Linked DNA regions of Mus musculus: all the other regions are linked to region 1. The links are chromatin contacts, called in public Hi-C and Micro-C maps. All regions are on one chromosome and are shown on one strand. Each heading gives the region's core, a stretch centred on a gene start, on an enhancer-like site or on the middle of the called end of the contact. The rest is flanking DNA. Distances are from core to core; before and after follow the strand shown. Region 1 has its middle 58 kb from the start of Gm29684. Region 2 has its middle 41 kb from the start of 5730420D15Rik. Region 3 has its middle 32 kb from the start of 2310039L15Rik.

The links. A called contact is a pair of places that touch in the nucleus more often than the background predicts.
Region 2: a contact with region 1 is called in a Micro-C map of muscle stem cells, with 4 times the contacts expected there. The contact joins two enhancer-like sites. A contact is called at or near these places in 4 of 15 datasets of contacts at CTCF or cohesin (the NIH/3T3 cell line, large pre-B cells, pro-B cells and 1 more), 13 of 484 Hi-C or Micro-C datasets (CD4 T cells, CD8 T cells, the G1E-ER4 cell line and 10 more) and 10 of 115 datasets of contacts at active chromatin or transcription factors (the 230-238 cell line, embryonic basal ganglia, embryonic stem cells and 1 more).
Region 3: a contact with region 1 is called in a Hi-C map of the N1E-115 cell line, with 3 times the contacts expected there. The contact joins two enhancer-like sites. A contact is called at or near these places in 3 of 484 Hi-C or Micro-C datasets (the N1E-115 cell line, bone marrow-derived macrophages and nephron progenitors) and 3 of 115 datasets of contacts at active chromatin or transcription factors (bone marrow-derived macrophages, embryonic basal ganglia and embryonic stem cells).

Annotation. Positions count from the first base shown.
Region 1 is chr10:95,086,526-95,089,926 of GRCm38.p6, forward strand. No RefSeq gene overlaps it. Among named protein-coding and RNA genes, the nearest start is that of Gm29684, 58 kb to the right of the region's middle. Within about 2 kb of position 1,831, at least 39 of the 459 cell types and tissues checked have an H3K27ac peak or open chromatin away from gene starts, as enhancers often do. A contact at or near this core is called in the N1E-115 cell line and muscle stem cells, where this site is marked.
Region 2 is chr10:95,456,488-95,459,888 of GRCm38.p6, forward strand. No RefSeq gene overlaps it. Among named protein-coding and RNA genes, the nearest start is that of 5730420D15Rik, 41 kb to the left of the region's middle. Within about 2 kb of position 1,769, at least 24 of the 459 cell types and tissues checked have an H3K27ac peak or open chromatin away from gene starts, as enhancers often do. A contact at or near this core is called in muscle stem cells, where this site is marked.
Region 3 is chr10:95,366,227-95,369,627 of GRCm38.p6, forward strand. No RefSeq gene overlaps it. Among named protein-coding and RNA genes, the nearest start is that of 2310039L15Rik, 32 kb to the left of the region's middle. Within about 2 kb of position 1,540, at least 21 of the 459 cell types and tissues checked have an H3K27ac peak or open chromatin away from gene starts, as enhancers often do. A contact at or near this core is called in the N1E-115 cell line, where this site is marked.

The DNA.
Region 1 (3,401 bases), core at 581-3,080:
TAAGCTACCTCAGTGTCGCTTTAAGAAGCCGAATAGTCTAAACTCTTCAAGAGCCGCTTTAGTAAAGGAAATGTACAGCCTAAGGCAAGAGAAATCTGGGGGTGTCGACCAATGAGGTGACTTTGGTCAAAACTCCCTTTCTGAGCTCCAGTTTCTTCAAACAAGAGGATTTAAAATTCCTTCCTGGTTCTATACTTCTGTGACAAAACATTAATTTAAGGTAGTTCACCTTTTTTTTTTTTTTTTAAGGAAGCTATCCAAGACTTTCTTCTTGCAAGACTCTGCTGCCACTCACCGATGTGCCCACACTGCCCTCCTCTATTGATTGAGCTCCCACTTCTCTTTTCTTCCCATTATCTGGGTAATCTTTCTTTCTTCCTGTTCCTCTTGAGTAAGTGCCACCCATCCTCCGAGGTTCTTTTGAAGGCTAATGTATTTGCTGTTTATATGCTGACTAATGGATGAGACTGAAGTGTGTGTGGCAGGAAGCGAGTCCCTTGCTCTCAAACCTGCCTTTCTGCTTAGTAAGTATTGGTTAATTGCTGGCACAGTTGAGAGGCTCAATCTGTAGTGGCAGATCTGAGCAGCATCACAGTTGGTAACGGTGCTAGGAGATCAGCAGACAGCTACGTTTTTCCCCTTCCCAGTCACATAGAAAAGATTGGCCTTGACAGACCTCTATCCGGGCAAGTATATTAGGGCATAATGTGGCACTCCAGAATAGTGGAAAAGACTCAGTTCTGTTTAAACATATTTTATCTCATCACCATTCAGTCTGCAAATACTCACTGTGCAATGACCCTGTACCAGGCGCTCTGCTAAGTACTTTACATAAGTCACCTTGCTTGACGTTCATCATAAATCCCATTAGGTTGTTAATATTAGGTTCCTACTGACGCGTGGGGACACAGATACGCAGGGGAGTTAAATAACTTGCCTAGGGTCACTAGAAAACAACAACAAAGCCAAGAAGAGTCCATCCCAGGCTGCCTGATTGCTAGAAGCTGAGTGCTGACCCAGGCTTCCAGCCATGCCTTCAATAAGTACAGGCTCCTCCTTCCATCCTAGAAACCAGGAGAGACTATTTAGAAGACAGGTTATTGGGATTCACAGAAGCCCTACAGACAAACACAAGCTGTCATGGAGCACACAGCAGGCCATGGGAAGGCTCCCGGGATGTCACATGCATGTGGTATTTCCTACAACAAGCTGAGGAAGGCCAATGATGCAGGGCTCTCCATACCAAGGTCATGAAAGAACCCACAAAGTGAACGGCCGTGGGAAGGGCGTGACTGTGTATTATAAAGACAGATAGGGAGTCGGCAGAGGAGGGAGACTGGGGTGTCTCACTGGGGTTCCAGAACAATGGTACTGACTGTATGCCAGGGTGGCAGGGTTCTACGAAGAGAAGAATGATGTAGTAATCCGACGTATGCATCAGGGAGCTAACTCAGTTTGTAGTTTGAAGTTAAATGAAGTGGGTGGGGTAGGGTGCATATGCCTCTAAACCAGCACAGAGAAGGCAGGGTACACTCAGAGCCAGCCTGGACTTCATAAAAAGATTCCGCCAAGAAAGAAAGGGGGGAATGTGTAGCAGGCTCCTCCCTTTCCAGCAGAACCCAGGGCTTGTTCAGCATTCTCTTCTCACAACCATGGCTGTTAATAAGAATCTTCCGAGATGTTCTGGAGAGGTTTTCTCCCTCCTGCGTGAAGCCTGACAGGACAGATGGCTGTCCTGTCTCTGACTACGCCGAGTACAGCACTCAGAAGGGATCAGGTGGACTAGCTGGAGGATGAAGCTGCCACTTGGGGGAGTTTGAGGCTAAGAGATGCAGAGGGCTCAGTGTAACCATGGCTGACAGACGCGCTTCGGCCCTGAAGCAGCAGATCCTTGGAAGGAAACTGCTCGTTGGTTTGCTGACTTGCTATTTTCTTTTAGGATTGTTGCTTCTGGCAAACCTAGGCAGAAGGCTCGCTGCCACCACACCAAAGCTGGTTTCTGGCTTTTGTCTGGAGACATCTCCTCTCAGTCCTGCCACTCTCATCCTCCCTGTGTGGGACACACACGAGCTTTCAACATGCCCACAAACCCCTCGGTTTCCAATTGAGTTCAACACCAGTAAGCTTCGGATTGGGTGGGGGCAGACTAGTGAATTTAGAGTGCTGAGTTCCTGTTACCTGGGAACCTGCCTATGGTTACCGTATAACTCTAATTTTTTCAAAGTCTATTTTTAATGATGGTTATTAAATGCTTTAACCTCCCTTTCAACCCACCAACCCACCATAGGCAGTGGAAAAGAAAGGATACAAAGGCAGTGGACCTGTTTAGAGGGGTTCTTTGGAGCAACTCCCATCTGTGTCGTCTGGAAATTGACAGTTCTGTTCACAGGTTAGCTACAGCAGCCTGATCCACTCACAGGCACTTTAACTGAGACACCAGCAGACCAGTTCAGTAAAGTTAGAGTTAGCAAACAGGAATCAGCAGCGGTGGCATGACCTAGCAGAGACAGCCAGGCCTCAGCCTTGGCACAAGTCAGTAGGAGGGATGGCAGAAGTTCTTGGCTGTGCCTCTCTCAGCAAAGTGAAGATCAGTGAAGACAGTGGAGACACAAGACCAACAAGCATTGCACAGCTAGCTCTATAAGCAAGCCTAGCTCAGCCTCCATCACTGTCCATTGAGTCCTTTTTATACTCCCTGCAAATATGTGTCCTCCACAGGTCTCGCCTCAGCACATGTGTCTGTCTCAGCTGACACCACTCTGCCAATCAGCCCAAGTCCTTGGAATTGGCAAGAAACTGCAGCACACCACCCAAAGTTTTTCGGCATGTTTCTCTCTATGGAGTCTTGACAAATGCAGCTCAACTACACAAAGGAAGGTGGACCAATACATGCTTTGCTAGTGAGGAATCCTTCATCATATGTCCTTTCACCTTCTTGCTTTAGCAGAACGTTCTTTTTCATGTGTCCACTTCAGCTAAACATTCCTTCACATGTTTGCCCCAGCAAAACACCATCCAACCGACTTTCCGAAGAACTCTTACGTTTCCACTTCACTACAATCCTTATGGAAACTCTCTAACTCCTATAAAGCAATCCATTCCCCAAGCCTCTAGATTCCAGAAAATGCTCCCTGCTGTTGCTCCTTGTCTAACGTGGGGAAACCCTGCATCCCACTCCTTCACTGATCATGCCTGGGTAACTATCAGCTCTCTGGTTTTCTAGAACCCCACCTTGAGTCTACTTCTCTGTTGTGTTGGGATTTCAGCAGGGCTTGTTCATGGTGCTCATCTGGGGCATTTGAAAAACAGATGCCAGGGCAAACTTTAATAAGTAAGCACAGTCAAACCGCAACCCCAAGAAGCCAATCGGGGAGAAACACCAGACAGGAGCATTATAGACT
Region 2 (3,401 bases), core at 519-3,018, 370 kb after region 1:
ATTCAGATGAACTGGTAGAACAGAGGAACTGGAGCCATGAGGAACAGGACTGAAGATCAATAATAATATGCAAGTATTCTGGGATGGGGCTGGGAAGTAGCCAGATTAGCACACAAGTTTAAGGTACATCTTTTCCTGCTCAGCTACTGAGGTACAGTTTTAAATAAATCTTGATTTCTCTGTACAGTTAGTAGGAACTAGCATAAGGTAAACAAATACAGCTACCAGATTAATTCATCGATTACACTTATATTAAGAATAATTAATTCTTTTTTTTTTTTTTTTTTTTTTTTTTTTTTTTGGTCTTTCGAGACAGGGTTTCCCTGTATAACCCTGGCTGTCCTGGAACTCACTTTGTAGACCAGGCTAGCCTGGAACTCAGAAATCCGCCTGCCTCTGCCTCCCAAGTGCTGGGATTAAAGGCATGCGCCACCACCGCCCGGCGTTTTCTTTCTTTCTTTTTTTTTTTTAATTTATTTATTATATGTAAGTACACTGTAGCTGTCTTCAGACATGCCAGAAGAGGGCGTCAGAGCTCATTTTGGATGGTTGTGAGCCACCATGTGGTTGCTGGGATTTGAACTCAGGACCTTCTAGAGAGCAGTCAGTGCTCTTAACCGCTGAGCCATCTCTCCAGCCCGGTAATTAATTCTTAATATAACAGGCAACCTCCAAGTCCCTCCCTCTCCCCTTATGACAGACCTCCCCTAACAAAGCCAACCTAATCCTTCCCCAAAGCTCCATAACTGGGAATGCAGCATCGAAACACAGGAGCCCATGGGCACCACTCTCATCCCGCCGCACTGTCTGTATTAACAGGGCTCAAGACCTTAAAACCTACTTTGGCAGGTTTTCTAATGCATACCATCAGTTTTGACTCCCTCTTCAAGGGTCGTGTGTCCCTGAGTAAGAGCTAGGCAAGCATCCTAGTCTTATAAGCCGTTGCTGAATTTTAAAAACAAGCCCATTTTCTGAGGCGCGTCAAAGTAACTGAGGAGTGATAAAGACTAATGTTGGCTCCTTTAACTCTTGTTTCTTATCAGAACCACATTCACAGCTAAAGAAGAGGGGCCATCTGTGCATTTACAGCTAAAGAAGGAACATCTATGCCTTTACTTGCTTGTCATAACGTCAAGCTAGGAAGCCAACTGACTGGAAAAAAAAAGAGGGCTATGTGAAATTCTGTTAGGTTAGATTAGCCATCTTTTAAATGTCTTATTTTATTCTACGCATATGGGTATTTTGCCTGCTTGAGTGAATGTGTGCCTACTGCCCCCAGAGCCCAGAAAATGGCATTGGATCCCCTCAGACTGGAGGTACAGATGTGTGTGTGAGTCACTATGTGGGTTCTGGGATACAGATACTCACCCATGACGTCTGGAATCACAGAGCCATGTCTCCAGCCCCTGGATCAGTCATCATCAAGACTGTGTGCGCCTGGACTTTGGAAGGGAATGCACAGCTGAAGTATCCCTGAACAGCCTTGCTTATTAAAACAGAATCCTGAGCACCCACTCTCATCAATCAAATGGTGAAAGGCCTTTGTGGTGATGCTTTCCAAAATGGAAGGAGATTTTATTGCAGACTGTTGCTTTTTCCCTTTGTATGTGTGCATGTGTGTATGTAAGTTGTGGGGGAGGAGCAGTGGAGGCCAGAGGTCATCAGATGTCCTGCTCTTGGCATGATCTTGATCTGCCTTGTTCCTCTGAGACAGGCCCTCTGACTCAGAGCTATGCTGGAAACCAGCAAGTGTCAGCAATATCTCCCCCAGCTCTGCTCCCAACAGCACTGGGATTTGCAGGCACCTGCAAGGCCACGCCCAGTTTTTTAGGTGAGTAGTGGGGGTTTGAACTCAGATTCTCATGCTTGCTTAGCAACTGCTCTTACCTACAGAACCATCTACCCCGCCTCTGGTGCATAGCATTTTATCTTCTTGTTTCTTTTTTTTTTTTTTTTTTTCTTTTTTTTTTTTTTTCTGGAACAATTCTCAGAAAAATTTCTACTTTCCAAGGAACCCAGTGTGTCAATCTTGTCAGCGTTATCAGTACAGGGTTCTTGAAGGAAACAAACAGTTCCTTGTCCTAATTCAAGGTGGAGTGTTTGCTGACTGCATCGGACGGCTGTCACATTTGGATCAGAAGCCGGTTCAGCAGGAATTCTCTTTACACAATGGTCTGATTCATACAAGAAGTATTAAGCTTGAAACTTGACTTTTTCTCTTTCCACAAAGCCAAATGTAACTGATTGGTCATGACGGCATCCCACCTCGGGAGAAATCAACCCATAATGAGAGCACACGAAGGTTCCTTTCTGGATAAATAAAAGAGATTGACCACAACAAAGAGTAGAGTCTTCAGCAAGATGTCTACTATATATGTTTATTAGTCTGCCTTCCATCTCTCTAACAATGCCTGAACAAACCAACTCTGTGTGTGTGTGTGTGTGTGTGTGTGTGTGTGTGTGTGTGTGTGTGTGCTTGCGTGTAGTATGCAATGTTTATGTAGGTTTGCTCGCCTGTGCATGTACATGTCCATGTGTACACATGTAGAGGCCAGAGCTGAACATCTGGTGTCTTCTTTCCACTTTGTTTTTTTGAAACAGGTTCTCTCCCTGAACCTGGAGTTCACTGGTTCAACTGCACTGACTGGCCAGCAAGCCATTGGGGTCTGCCTAAGACCTGGAGGCACTGATAGGCCTCATGGTGCCCAGCTTTTATATGGGTACCAGGAATGGAGCTCACCTCCTTGTGCCTGCACAGCAAACACTTTAACCACCGAGCCATCTCCTCAGCCCAGGAAAGAGGTTCTTTTGGCTCCCGGTTTTGGAAGACTTGATCTATGGTGGGTTTGCCTCACTGTTTCATGCCTGTGGGAAGGCACCACACCCTCGAGGGCTTGTGGAAGGGGTTCTCAGCAGAGCAAAACCACTTCCCTTACAGCAGGGAAATAAAAAGGAAGAAAGGAAGAAGAGAAGACACAAGGTTCTGTTGCCCTCTTCAGTAATGTTCTCTGTTGGGGCTGGAGAGATCGCTCAACAATTACAAAGATTTCCTGCTCTTCTAGAAGACCAGCAGTTAGCTCCAAGGACCTACATCTGTTGGCTGACAACCACCAGTCACTTCAGCTCCAGGGCATCTGACACCCTCTGCTGGCCTCCACAAACATATGACAAGGCCTCCACAGACTCACTCATATGACATACATTCAGACAGAAACGCACATCATTAAAAAGAAAAAAAAATTAAATGATCTATTACCAAATGGCCATCCCTGCAAAGATACATATACAAGTAACATACAGAGTAAATCAGTTATATTTGTATATTTAGGAACACACACAAAACACACACACACCCCAATCATAAAAAAAAAAAAAAAAAAAAAGGCCATGAGTTTGAAAGA
Region 3 (3,401 bases), core at 290-2,789, 280 kb after region 1:
TTATATTATCCAAGTTGTATAAACAGTATTTTCAAAATTATTAGCATATACTAATTGTACATGGTAATAAGAACATGTCTATAATGTACTTGGATCTTTTTTTTCACCCATTATTAATCTCTCTTCTATTCCCTTTCCCCTCACCTAGTGTCCTAGGGTGATTGTGGGTGGGTGGGCAGGTGGATGGTTGTGGGGGTGGGGATAGATGGACGAATGGGTTTTATAAAGGTATTCTTCCACCGGTGTATACCAGAAGACACTTTCAACTCTTCCACAACAAGATGGATTAGCTTACAAAACAAATTAGATTCACAAGCTGAGTCTATTGGATGTAATTACAGCTGTGGAGTGTAACCATCCTTTCTAGGCATTCCCTGAAGACAGCAGCTCTCCTCAAAGCAATTCCACCGAAAGAAATCCGCCTCCAAAATGTTGCTCCTGACAACCTTGATACTGAGTAGATATTGAATGGAATGAGGATGCCGCATAGTCAAACGTCCAGCAACAGAAAAATCCCTTGAAGTAACTTACACCCCTAGAGTTACTATGAGAGAGCCAATGACATGTGCCATGGCAGTGTTCACAGCAGCCAGGTGAAGCAATCTGCCTGGGTTCCCATTAATGGGTGATACAGAAAGTGTGCTGCCAGTACCTGATTATTTAGTCATAAAGAACAAAATACCATTCGCAGGATAATGGATGAAACTGGAGCTCATCAGATTATGTGAAGTAGACCAGGCTCAGAACCACAATCATCACACACGTTCCCTCACATATGGAGTCTGGTTTTCTTTCTTGAGGCATAAAAGTAAAAGAAATGTTATTTGGGAAGAATAAGCACACCTAGGGTGGGGGAAAAGGAAAGATAAAAAAGAAAGTTCTGATGGGGTGAAAATGAGCCAAGTACATTGTAGACATGAACTCATGACTATACACAATTGATATATGCTAATTGTTTTGAAAGTGCTATTTATATAGCTTGGATAATAAATACTCATTGTCCAATATTCAATGGGAGAAAAAAGGGTACAAGTTTGTGGCGCATGTGTAACAATGTACCGTCTAAGTGAGTTTTTCTTAAACATTAAAAGACACCAAATAACTGACTGTACTGACCCGTGCCTGCCCAAGTGCTTCAGACGAAGTGACAGGAGACAAACAAAACCCAGATTCTCCAAAGCCTTAAAGAGCTGGGGTGCTCTTAAATAATTACATTATAAAGAAACAGATGGCTGCAAATTAAAATACACTGCGTTCTGTCTCCAGCCAGTCAGAATGGCAGGCATCAAGAAAACAAACAGCAAACACTGGCCACATTCGGACAAAGGGAGCTCTTCTATACCCCTGGTAGGAAGGTAAACTGGTCCAGTCACTGAGGCAATCAGTATCGAGGTCTCTCAAACAACTAACTAGGGCATGAGCCACTTCTAGGTGTTTCCCTGAGGGACTTGGGAAACCATCACAGAGGTACCTGCACGTCTGTGGTTATCGGCAGCTCTAGTCTACAGTAGCTGATTACGAAGTCAGCACAGAGGCATGAATAAAGAGAGTGTGGTCTATCTACACAACGGGAACATGAAGTTACGCTGCTCGTGTGGAAGTAGATATGACTGGAGACGATCCAATTAAACGAATTCAGCCAGCTTCAGAAAGAAAAAAAAAATAGAACATGTTTTCTTTCATTTGTGGTTCCTGGATTTTTTTTTTTTTTTATAGATACATGAAATCATGTATGAATATCTGACCTACAGGCAGAAGTGAAACTGTCTTGGGGAAGAAATGAAACTAACAGGAGGCGGGAAAGGAGGGGGTAGGGGCTTTAGGGGAATATGCTCAACATATAATATATATTATATCAATTTTTATTTAAAAAATTTAAAAAAATTAAAATTAAGAGTTAGAGAAATTTCTCCATGGTTAAATCTGTGTCCTGCTCTTGTAGAGGACATGAGGTGGGTTCCCTGTACACTCGTTGGGCGGCTTATGTTGGTTATAGCTCCAGTTCCCGGTTGAATCCAATACCTCTGATCACTGTAAGCATTTGCATTCACATACACATACCCACACGGGAGATGCATGACTACAAACAATAGAAATAAATCTAGACACCCTACACAATAGCGATGAAGGAGAGCAACAGTTGGTGATTGGAGTATGAATGGCGTTAGATTGTCACTATAATATTCAGCCGGCGGAAGCTGCCTTCCTCTGTGGACCCTATGTAGGCTAAAAGCCACCGAGGCCGAAACAGACTCTGCTCAGGGATTCGGCAAGCAGACAGACATTTCCGGGAATGACCAGAGCGGGGGGAGGGGGGGCTACGGGGTGTGTGTGTGTGTGTGTGTGTGTGTGTGTGTGTGTGTGTCTATGTTTAACTTGTTCATATAAACATGTTTAGCTTGGTCCAATGAAAAAAATCTGGGGCCTCATTTGTAGTCTTGGCTCCACAATTCCACGTTACTGGGGTCCGTTACTCTCAAAGGTCTCAGGATCTTTAACCAAACACACACGGGGTCGATGTTATATCTTGTAAAATTTCTGTGAGGTTTAAAGATTATTGCTTTCCCCTTGTTGTTTTTGAGATAGAGCCTCACATCTGTAGCCCAGGCAGGTCTAAAATGCACTGTAGACCAGGCTAGTTTCACGTTCATGGCACGCCTCCTGTCTTATTATCCTGAGCACTGAAGTTACGGTTGTGAGCCACACATCTGACTGCAGGTTTGTAGAGGGTACTTTCGTTCACCTTACTGAGGCTTGTGAAACTTTTTTTGTTTGTTTGTTGTTGTTGTTGTTGTTTTTGAGACAGGGTTTCTCTGTGTAGCCCTGACTGTCCTGGAACTCTGTAGATCAGGCTGTCCTCGAACTCAGAGAGCCGCCTGCCTCTACGTCCTGAGTGCCCAGACTAAAGGTGTGCGCCACCACCTCGGGGCTTGTGAAACACCTATTGGTATATCTGCTTTTGCTTCAGCTTTCTTTGTCTTCTCACTTAGTTATCACCTTCTCTTTGGCATATGCTGAAGCAGGAACTGGCTGGTTCTGCTGGCTTGCCTCCATCCAGTCCATTGGTTGTTCTTTCCTGCTCTGCTGTGCCCCAGGATGCTGGAGAAGATTGGCATTTATGAGCCACATTCCCCCTGCACCCTTATCCTCTGGCTTCCAGTTGCATTCAGTCAGGAAAACACTGACAGGAGGGTGAATCATGGGCAAGTTAGCCATTCTGCACTTGCTCCCTGCCACAACCCCTCTCCCCCAGTTCCAGAGTTCCTCATCTCTAGACATTGTCTTGTTATGACTTAATATGATTTGGGTCACACACACACACACACACACACACACACACAGGGGGGGGGTTCATGTGCTGAAATTTGATCCCTATTGTGATAGTGTGAGATATTAAGAAA